Regions from separate parts of the Mus musculus genome. Here region 2 is linked to region 1. A link is a contact called in public Hi-C data. All regions are on one chromosome and are shown on one strand. Each heading gives the region's core, a stretch centred on a gene start, on an enhancer-like site or on the middle of the called end of the contact. The rest is flanking DNA. Distances are from core to core; before and after follow the strand shown. Region 1 has its middle 68 kb from the start of Cxcr4. Region 2 has its middle 61 kb from the start of Gm23056.

Evidence for each region. Hi-C and Micro-C count contacts between places; a contact is called where the count stands out from the background.
Region 2: a contact with region 1 is called in a Hi-C map of the N1E-115 cell line, with 5 times the contacts expected there. The contact joins two enhancer-like sites. A contact is called at or near these places in 3 of 15 datasets of contacts at CTCF or cohesin (CD8 T cells, large pre-B cells and pro-B cells), 22 of 484 Hi-C or Micro-C datasets (B cells, CD4 T cells, the G1E-ER4 cell line and 12 more) and 3 of 115 datasets of contacts at active chromatin or transcription factors (CD8 T cells, the HPC-7 cell line and acute myeloid leukemia).

What each region holds. Positions count from the first base shown.
Region 1 is chr1:128,657,878-128,663,081 of GRCm38.p6, forward strand. No RefSeq gene overlaps it. Among named protein-coding and RNA genes, the nearest start is that of Cxcr4, 68 kb to the left of the region's middle. Within about 2 kb of position 2,159, at least 28 of the 459 cell types and tissues checked have an H3K27ac peak or open chromatin away from gene starts, as enhancers often do. A contact at or near this core is called in the HPC-7 cell line and the N1E-115 cell line, where this site is marked.
Region 2 is chr1:128,822,402-128,828,109 of GRCm38.p6, forward strand. No RefSeq gene overlaps it. Among named protein-coding and RNA genes, the nearest start is that of Gm23056, 61 kb to the right of the region's middle. Within about 2 kb of position 2,025, at least 64 of the 459 cell types and tissues checked have an H3K27ac peak or open chromatin away from gene starts, as enhancers often do. A contact at or near this core is called in the HPC-7 cell line and the N1E-115 cell line, where this site is marked.

The DNA of each region.
Region 1 (5,204 bases), core at 909-3,408:
TTGCTCTGATCAGATTGGCCTGTGGGCATGTCTGTGGGGCATTGTCTTGATTGTTAATTGATGTAGGAGAGTCCAGGCCACTGTGGGCAGCACCATTCCCTAGGCAGGTGGTTCCTAACCCTGTAAAAAAGCAGGCTGAGCATAAGCCTGGGAGTGAGCCAGCAAACAATATTGCTCTAGGATTTTTACTTCAGCCACCTGCCCTGACTTCCTTCATGATGGACAGTGACCTGGAAATGGAAGCCGAAATGGATCTTTCCTCTCCTAAGTTGTTTTAGGTCATGGTTTTTTGTCACAGCACGAGAATAAAACAAAGACACAGGCTTTTATGTAGCCTAGGCTGGCCTGAGTTCTTTATCCTTCCGTATCCATCTTACAGTGCTGATGTTACAGGTGAGTGTCTCCACACCCGTTTTATGTGACATGGACATGGAAGTCAGGGCTTCACTTGTGGTAGGCAAACATTCTACCAACTGAATTATGCCCACATTTTACCCATTTTGGAAATGGTTCTAGTACATTCACTCATCATCCTCAAAGAAACCATTTACCATAAGCAACCATTCCCCAGCTTCCCCCTACCTTGTTAGTCTTCCATTCCTGGAAGCCATCCGTGACTGTCGATTCTATAGACATCCTAAATGGGATCACAGTTGTGTCCGTCCTCTTCCATTTACCAAAATGCTTTCAAGGGTCATCCATATCATAGCATATAGAGCACTCCACTCATCTTCATAGCTGAATAACATTCCATTTTAGTGGACATACCACATTTTGTTTACCCATCCATCATCTGACAGATGGTTGGGTTTTTTCATGACTTTTTAAAAATATATACTTTTGTATTGTATATTGCTTCCAGCCACCGGACAAAGTTCTTTTTGTCATGAGGTAGAACTTAGTTAATTAAAATTTGCCTCTGGGTGTATGTAAGGATATGCCATCCCAATATTCATGGAATTGATGCATTCATAATTTGGAGATAAAAGCAGTGGAGAAACGGTATCTGTGGAAAAGGTTCTATGGCTCACCTTTTCCTATGTGTGGCAGGTCATAAAGATTCCAATGGGAGGGGTGCTCCCCTCCTACCAGGTCAGGAAAATAACCCTTATCACCAGAGACTGGTAATTGGGGCTGCAACGGGCCTGAATAAATAAACCCACATGTCAATCTTATCTTCTGTCCAGCTCACATCCCCTCATATATCTTGATGACTCTGCAAGAATTTATATCCCTGGCCACAGATCCCTCTGCCCCACCAGGACTTTAGAAATTTACTCCTCTTTCACTATAAACAGTATAAAAAACCATTTCTCTTTGATCTCTATAGACTTTACTCTCTGTGACGATCTTATTTGTAAGACTTAAAAATTGTATGCTCTCTTTTACTGTTTTGTATCTTGTTACTTTGTTAGATTCAACCAAGGAGTTAAGGAAGTGGGGACTGATGGGACTCCCTCCCTTTCTATTTCTGACTCTGACTCTGTCTCTGTCTCTCTGTCTCTCTCTCTCTCACACACACAGTGATATATGTTTATCATCAGCAGTCCATACAGCAATAAAAGTAAGAAGTAGTATCTTTTATTTTTTCCTAGTGTAGTTTTTGGGGATGGTCTTATATAGCCCAAGCCGGCCTCAAGCTTAACATAGAGTGGAGGAGGACCTTGAACTCCTGATCCCTTGCTTCTACCTCTCAAGGGCTGGAATTACAGGTTTGCACCAACCCATTTAATGCAGTGCTGTGGGGTAGAACTCAGGGCTTCACACATGCCAGGCAAGCGTTCTACCAACGGAACAACATCCCCAGACCCTAGTAGCATAATGTTGAGTTCTGATGAGAAAATGTGGTGATTTGAGAAAGTACCGATTCATCAGATGAAACCGGTTCTAGGCCCCTCCTGTGTGCCTTCATCCCACTAGGAACCTGTGATGAGGCCCACTTGTCTCAGATGTCAACAGCTCAACTGGATGCTCGGCAGCATCAAGGATTCTTCTTGGGAAGCAGGAATAGAATGGAGAGGGATGAGACTCTCTCCAGCAGTCTGTTTCACTCATTACAAAACAGTGGATGGGTTTCAATTAAAATGAGCTCATGGGCTTTTGGAAGCTTGGGCTGCAGCGGGGAGGGTGAGTCACTGGTGCTTCTACAAATGCCCAGGGCTGTTGTTTTGTAGCAGGCTCTGGGCTCTGTTTGCATCTGGGAGGGGGTCTGAGAGTGGGCAGCAGGAGGTGTCATTGAAAATGAATGTTCTCTGTGTGTGATCCAACCCTCCCCCATGCCTGGACTCACAGAAAAGAACCCTTTGGGAACAATGGAGGGAAAGTGTCCAGACTTTAGTTGGTAGTGTTCTTGGAGGCTTCAGCTCTGGGCAGCTTCTTGAACTAGACCCTGGGGTGGGACAGGAGGATGAGATCAAAAGATAGACAGACAGACAGACAGACAGACAGACAGACAGTGTCTGTAGTCTTAGTCCAGCACACTGCCTGGTCAATAGTTTTGGCACACAGGTGGGGCTGAGCTGGTCAGGAGAGGCTCCGCCAGACTGTTCTTGGCTCCTGGGAATAGTTGCTTTACTGTCTTTGGAACATTCAAAGGGGAGGCAGGATGCTGGGCTCACCTCTGGGGAAAAAAAGCTCAATTGAATGGTAGTTGAAATCAACTTGAGATCTGTAAGATTGAGTCAAGTCCTATGACCTTCTTGGGTGGCACTGTGACCATGTGGTCCTCTTGCAGACTCACTCATGGGATGCAGAATTTGAGGCTGACAGACTCAGGCAATGTGTATAGTAGGGCAGTGCTGGACTCTGATGTGCGACTGTCCTGGTGGGTTGGAGACCTGCAAGGTGCCTGTAACTTACTTACTCAGTGTTATACCGGTTGCTTGGATTGGAACCCTCTGGCAAATAAGAAGATAGTCGCAACAGATATCCGTGCCCTTCCCTTTGGCTATTTGACTACCCGAAGCAATGGACCCCAAAGAATTAGAATTTTCCCCAGGAGTCTTATACTGGGAAAAGAGGCCCAACCTGGTGCCAGTCAATCAGGAGCTTGTCTCCCAGGAAGATTTCACACAGTTCTGACAACTTGTCAGACCACCTTGCAGGAAAGACTGGAGCCCAGACAATGATGGCTCAGTGATAGATGGATGGGACCACATCTTGGCCAGGACTGCTTAGTTATGCATACTTTTTGTCCTCTATTTAAATATAAACCTCACATCAGGACCTCGAATACAGACTTGTGGGCAGAGACACTGGGTCTCACTATTCTTTCTCTTTTCAATGTGGCTGCACTGAATGCATCTTTTCCTGCTTTTTGTTTTTATTTGTGTGTTTAATTGGCATATTGAATAGAGGATTTCAAGTCTAGATTACTGGTGTTCCCAAGACCCAGGCTGTGCCTGACAACTTGGGAAACAGGATTTCTAACCCAATGGGGAGGTGTTATGTTTTGGAACTCATGGAAAGCACAATGAGTAGAGTAAAGATCATTAGACTTAGCTCAAGTTCACATTCCAGAGGACCTGAGGTAAATGCCTAATGGTCAGGCCTGAGGCTGAAGGTCAAGTTCCCAGAGCCTAGATTTGAAGGGCAAGAGTTAGGTGTGGGAGAGAGGCAGGGAGAGAAGAAAGAGGGAAAAGGGGATGAGAAAGGGGGGAGAAGAACAGAGAAATGTGAGAGAAGAGAGACATATATAGAGACATTCAAACACAGAGAGAAGAGAGACAGAATGGAAAGACCCATACACATATGCAGAGACACAGTAAGGGGAGAGAGAGATAGAAGACACACAGACTGACACACGCACACAGAAGAGTGCATGTGTGTATCTGTGTGCACATATGTGTGTATGCATGCATATATGTATCTGTATATGTGTATGCCTATCTGTGTGCATATATATGTGTTTATACATGTATATGTGTGCATCTATGCTAGGTATGTTTAGACATTTGAAGCCAAAGTATGGAGCATCAGGCTATGGTCTTTCCTCCTGAGCCCTTCCTTGCTTTGGTACAGATGCTTAGAGGCTAACAGGTGGAAGGTTGCTCTGGCTTTGTTGGGCTGTTTGTAAACTTGCACCTGCTGACAGGTCCATCTGACTCTCTTCCTCCCTTTCCTCCTTGGAGCTGCTGTTCTTCAAGGACTAGGAATGGAGCCTCTAAGGTTGCATTCTGAACTTTCAAAGGCACTAAAATTAATGGAGCAGAGAAATCTACTGAGAGACGTAAGAAGAATTACCAAGACCTTAATAATAAATGTGTGTCAACAGCACTCAGGAAAAAATTTCTCCTTCAAGCCTCTGACTTTCTCGTTCCTAGTTCTAGCCCCTGAGAGCAGATACCTTTAATAGACTGTAAATTCAAAAGCAGCTTGAAGGATTAAGCTGCATCGTCAGCTGTCAGTGGACTCTGGTGGAATTTTCGAGGAGGTGGAGAACAACGGGGTCACTTTGTAGATTGAGAGCCCCACAAAGCCAAGATGAACTTGGGGTTTAGAGTTAGGGATGCTGAATCAGGAATGGTCTCTGATGGATGATCAGGACAGACAGATGTCATTGTTCCTCAGTTGTTCACCTGTGCCCCAAGGTGTTCCTGGAATATTCTTCAAGTTCCTCATGTGAGAATATCGAAGGCTGGGGACTAGGCTCAACTGGTAGAGCAGCTGCTTAGCATGCAGGAAGCCCTTCAGTCAATCTTCAGTACCCCATCGTGGTAGAGCATGCCTGTAACATCAGAATGCAGGAGGTGCAGGCAGGAGAATCTGAAATTCATGGTCATCTTCAGCTATAAACACAGGCTGGGGCCAGCCTGTGCTACAGGAGATCTTGTCTCAAGCAAACAAACATAAGAAAAGAGTGGCCAGCTTGGGACTGCAGGGTGGTGGCCACCTGTGTTTCTGAGTGACAGGGAGAGTTTCCAGTAGCATAATGACTCAATGTCCCTAATGGATACGGTTCTTTATTTTCCAACCAATACTTTCTCAAGAAGGTGGTGTTCTCAGGTGGAGTCAGAGATTAAATCCATCTACATCTCCAGCACCCTGAATGTCCACTAAGGTGCCCTCCCTTCCCATGTTGATCATCTCTGTGCTGTTAGTTATATTCAACCCCCTTAGGGACAGGTGAGTGTGGTGGGTTGAATATGCTTGGCCTAGGGAGTGGCACTATTAGGAGGTATGACCTTGTTGGAGTAGGTGTGGCC
Region 2 (5,708 bases), core at 775-3,274, 160 kb after region 1:
TGTGTGTGTGTGTGTATCCTGCATGCCCCAAAGTATCTTGCACACTTCAGTAAACCAGTCTGCAAGATCTGGAGAAAGAGAAAATTCCATAGCCCATCAGAATAGGCTGACTGAATCTCCCCTCTCCCCCTGTGAGTCTCTTATATTCTGGGTAAGTCTCTCTCTGTCTCTCTTGTAGGCAGATCCTGGAAAAAAAATACATGGTTCTCTCCCTTCATGTTCCACAGGGCATTAGGAGCGGGAGAGAAAACGCTCTAGGATCTGAGGGGTCCCATTTTCAAAGTATTCACCTCCACACCAGTGGTCCACTGTCTAGGCAGGTGCTGGACTTGTAGATTTAACCTAACTTGGACTAATTTCTTTTCTTTTTTTTAAATGGTGTTTGAGGTCTTGGGTGATGGCTCCATTGGTAATGTGCTTGCCTTACAAGCATGAGAACACAAGTTCAATACTCAGAACCTGTGTTAAAATTAAAGCATGGTAGTGTATGCTTGTAAACTCAGTGCTAGGGAAGTGGAGACAGGAAGCTTCTTGGGGGTTCCCTTAGCCAGCTGGTCTACCCTATTTAGCAGGTTCCACAAGAGATCCTCAGGAACATTAAGGTGGGTGGCTTCTAAGAGATGACAGTGGAGGTTGTCCTTCGGCCTCCAGATTTATGTTTATTCATGTACAATGTGCCTACACATACATGGACACACACACGTACACAAGCCTACACATACATGAACATACACATGTACACAAGCCTACACATACATGAACACACACACGTACACAAGCACACCTTCGTATGGAACCCACACGGGCTTTTTTCTTGTTATTATGCCATCAATAATAGAGCATAAGAGTTATGCACACAGCGTACACAACCTATGGTGTGCGTATGTTAGAAACCAGCACAGCTTTCTCATGCCACTGCTACTTCATAAGATTTGCAGCAATAGGTTGGGGTGGTTTGGGTTTGGGGAAGAGCTCTTGGGTGATTCCAGTGATTAGTGGAGTCTGCAAACAGCAGATGTCGTCAACGAGATAAAGGAAAGGCCCATATAACATTCAGGGGTTCTGCAACATGGCCAGTGAAAATGAAAGCAATTATCCAGAGAATCCCAGCACCAAAAAACCTCCTACATTTTTATTGGGATTATGCCTAACTTTCTGAAGCCTCGGGACAGGAAGCCCAAGTGCGTCCACACGCAGCTCCCGTGAGAGACGGCTGAGGTGGCAGTTTGAGCAGAGGGGGTGGCAATTGTGCTTTCTGGATGGTTTTGCTCCCTGTGGCCGTCACCCACTCTGGACATGCTGACAGCTCCCTCATTTCATACATGCTTATAGCTCATTAGTTTTCCAGCCCACAAGCTGTGAGTCTCCACTTTGACATGGAAAACACTGCCTGTTATTTATAGTGTGCCATGTTTGGGCTGGCCATCAGAAAATATATATTGAAACAATTTTCCACTTGTTTAAGTTTCTCCTCTCCTGTGGATTTTAGTCCTCTTTCTTTCTCCTTCCCCATCCCTCTTTCTCTGACAGATTCTCAGTCTGCAGTCTGTGCTGGTGTCAAATGCACAGTCCCTCTGCCTTAGCCTCTTGAATGTGTCCCCATGCCTGGCTCGAAAACTTCAATACATCTTTTAATAATATCTCATTTCAGGTTACTATCACTTGCATTATAACAGCCAGATGTCTTATCCTCATGTTTTGGGGGTCCACAGATTTACTTTTCCGCTGCATTGTTTCCCATACGACCAGTTGGCTCCGTGCTTCCTAACTTAAGTGTGGGAACTTTGGTCCTGCCTTTAGAGACCAAAAGGAATGCTTGCAGCCCCGTTTTGGGTCATTGTTCTAGGCTCTGCATTTGCTAAATGAATTTGTTTAATGCCAAGTTTCCCGGGAGAGAAGCTAGCCTATTTTAGTCCATCAAATTCATCATCTGCTTTTTATTGTCCTTGTGGATATCAGTGGGTTTAGAGGCCAACGACCCAAGTTACTCGAACGTCAATTGAGGACTGCCATCTAGTGGCCGGGCAACCTCTGTAGCTAATGATGTCTGTGGAACAACCTGCCAGAAAGGATCCAATTCTACCTGCTCCCTCGGCAGAGTCTTCTGACAGGCTAGATGCACCTTCCATTTCTGCTCTCTGATTCTTCAAAGTAACTGCCACAATGCCAGGGTAGCGACCTCCCTATGCCTTGAAGGAGGAGAAGTCATTCTCGTTCTGGTTGTAGTTATTTTTGGACCCGCCTTTGGGCAATGGTTTGAGCCAAGTTTTGAGAGGTTTAAAGCAAAAGTTTTAATACTATGCAAGGTAAGACAGAGGCTTGCAGTGGGGGCGGAGTCTCACCTGCCCAGCACTGGTTTTCTTTGATCTTCCTTCCTTCCTTCCTTCCTTTCTTTCTTTCTTTCTTTCTTTCTTTCTTTCTTTCTTTCTTTCTTTCTTTCTTTCTTTTAAAAAACCCTTTTATTTGAAAGATTTGTTTTATTTTTAATTATGTATATGTGTGTGCATCTGCTTGAGTGTGTGCAGATGAGTGACAAAAGAGAATGTCAGGATCCCTGGAGCTGGAGCTACAGGTAGTTGTGAGCTGCCCTTTATGGGTGCTGGAATCTTGGGTCCTTTAAAACAGTGGCACACACATGCATGTGTACACACACACACACACACACACACACTCTTATCTCCGTTGTTGGGCTCTCCTTGGTCTGGAGATGACTCAGACAGGAGTGACTGGCCAGTAAGTCGCAGGCATCCCTCTGTTCCCACTTCCTCAGGGCTGGGAGTACAGATGCATGCCACTGTGTCTGACTTTTCTTTTCTTTTTAAAATGTTTCTGGGAATTAAATTCAGATCCTAAGAGTTAAGTCAAGCACTTTACTGACTGAGTCACCCCCAGTCCCTGGGTGTGGGCTTGCTAAGTGTGACTCCTGCACTAGCAGCATTGATATTGCCTGTGACTTGTTAAGAACTCGCAGCCTCTTGGTCCCGGCTGGATGGGAAACTCTTGGGAAGAAGCCCAGAAATCGGTCGGAGTCTTAGCTGCTCCAGATGAACACTCAGCTTACAGCACTGTGCTGGGGAAAGGAGTCGGCTCTGGGCCCCAGGGTCCGACTCTGGGCAAACGGGAAGTAGATGGTCTCCAGGGTGCATTTGGTTCTCCACAACCCTCCTTCCTCTTCAGGGCCCTTTCCCTGTGCTATTTACCCAACAAACAGCATACCTTTATTAGGCGGATGCTACAAGCAAGCCATTGCTTCCAGTCGTGTAGAGAAGGGAGATGCTCAGAGAAAGGGACAGAGGACTTAGCTGTCATGACTTTGTTTTGTATGTGTTTCCATATGTCCAGGAGCGTGTGGAGGCCAGATGTGGTGACACAAACCTTTAATCCCAGCACTTTGGGGACAGAAGAAAGGAGATCTGTGAGTTTAAGGCCAGCCTGGTTTACATAGTGAGTTCCAGGACAGCCAGGACTAAATAGGAGATCCTGTCTCAAAAAAAAAAAAAAAAATCCAAACTAATTTTTCAAAAAAAATCTTTTGGGGAGTTAGGGGAGGTGTCACGGTGTCCATGCGGAGGTCACAGGACAACTTGTGGGAGTCAGTTCTCTTCACCAGGTGGGTCCTGGGCTTGTCCTCAGTAGCTAGGCTAGGAAAGAAGAGCTTACACCTGCTGAGATCTCACCCGCCCTCTACCTTATTTTGGAGACAAAGTGTTTTACTGACTTGGTGAGACTGGCTGGCCAGGGGTTCCCAGTGTTGGCATTACAATGTGTGGTGCCAGGCCCAGCCTTTTCTGTGGGTGCTGGAGATCTGAACTCAGGACTTTATACTGTCATCCCCCTTTACCCCCCATCCCCGCTCTCCAACAGTTGCCTAGGGGATGCCTCTGCTGCTCCCAGGACTCTGTTTAAAGAGAAGATCAGCAGAAGTGGGGTTTGATGGAGAACGTAGTACAGGTTTTTGGGAGATGAGTGTGGCTTCAGAGCTGCTTGAAACCTTTATAGCCTCCTGCCTGCAGCACTCAGGAGACATGCTTTGTTTTTAATTTTGTTTTGTTTTTTGTTTTGTTTTTCTAAATTGAACTCTAGTCCATTATAAAAAGATTAAAACAACATGCTGCGATTTCACCACCCAAAGGTTAGGCAATTCAAAAGCCAAGAGTCGACGTGTGCTTATTGAAAGGCCTTGGGGAAAACTGTCAATAGTTCTGGAAAGTTTGGCTGCCCGTTCAAAGACCTGTTTCATGCTCTGCATCAACCTGCCTGGATCAATACGGCCCGTATGTCGGCCAGCACATTTGCCTCTTGTTTAATTTGCCATTTATAAGTTTGGTCGGTCCAATGTGTCTAAGCAATTACAATGCAGAGAATAAATAAGCACGGCGGCCAATCAAACTGGATTTGCGGCACAATTAGACATCAAGTGCCCACAGAGCCGGGCATAGCACTCCACTCGCAGATGAGAATACAAATGTTTGCTTGTACATCAAATGAAGTCTCTTCTCTCTCCTGAATATAAATGGCTCCTGGATCGATCTTCCAGGCAGGCCCATGTGAGAGAGAGAGAGAAAAAGGCCCTGCTTTGTAAGCCGGAAGTCTCGCAGAGAGATGGTGCAAGGCAGAGGTCCCTACTTTTCTTCCTGTTCCTGTGGCAAAGCACTCTGACTGAAAGCAATTTAGGGGAGGAAAAGGTTTATTTGGGTTCCATGTCACAGTCTATCATGAAGGGAAGGTCCAGGCAGGAACTCAAAGCGACTGGCTGTGTGAGGTCCACAGTCAAGAACAGCGAGAAGTGAATGGACCCTTGCTGCATGTCTCCTTGCGTGTCACCCAGCTAGCTTTCTCTAGAGTCTAGGGTCCCACTGTGAGCGACGAACAGTCAAGACAATCCCTCACAGATGTGTCTACAGACCAACCTGATCTACGTAGTTCGTCAACTGAGACTCTCTTCCCAGGTGACTCTAGGTTGTGACAAGTTAATTAGAACTGTCACAGCAGTCTTGCAGAGTACCAAAGACAACTGTCCCCACCAGATCCTTTGTATATTATTGCATCTCATTTGTTATCTGTAACTCTGGGTCAAAGCAGACATCTTCACAAGTAGCTGGGGAAACAAACAGTCTAAAGGGGCACGGATGCCTCCTGTATAAACTCAGCATCTGTGTTATTTCCAAACCTGTAGTTTCAGAGTGCTGGACTTCCCGGTCAAGAAGGGAACAACTAGGACTAGGGCCAAGCTTAGTGGGAGAACTGGGGTATGTGTATCATGGCTGTGGGTGTGATCTCCATCACAACAAAGCAAACAAAGTGAACCTGTACCCCAGTGGCCTTTATCCTCCATGCTTCTGCTGTTCCTCACGAGTCCGTGATCCCCGCTCTACCACCCCGAGAAGAGCAGCTTTCACTGGCCGGGTGACCAAGCACTGAAGGGTTAGACTCAAAGCTGATGTGGACCTGACAGAACCGTCCCTGCACATTTGAATGGTTAAGATGTGTGTGGACTTCATAAACGGCTGTGCGGAGTGGGCTCTGTGTCAGTGGCTTGTCAGGTGCATGCCCCTAGAGAAACTGCTGTGTGTGTGAATGTGTGTTTGTGTGTATGTGTGTCTGAGTGTGTGTATGAGTGTATGTATTTGTGTGTGTTTGTATGTATGTGTGAGTGTGTGCGAATGTGTGGGTGTGGTGTGAATGTGTGAGTGTGTATATTTTGTGTG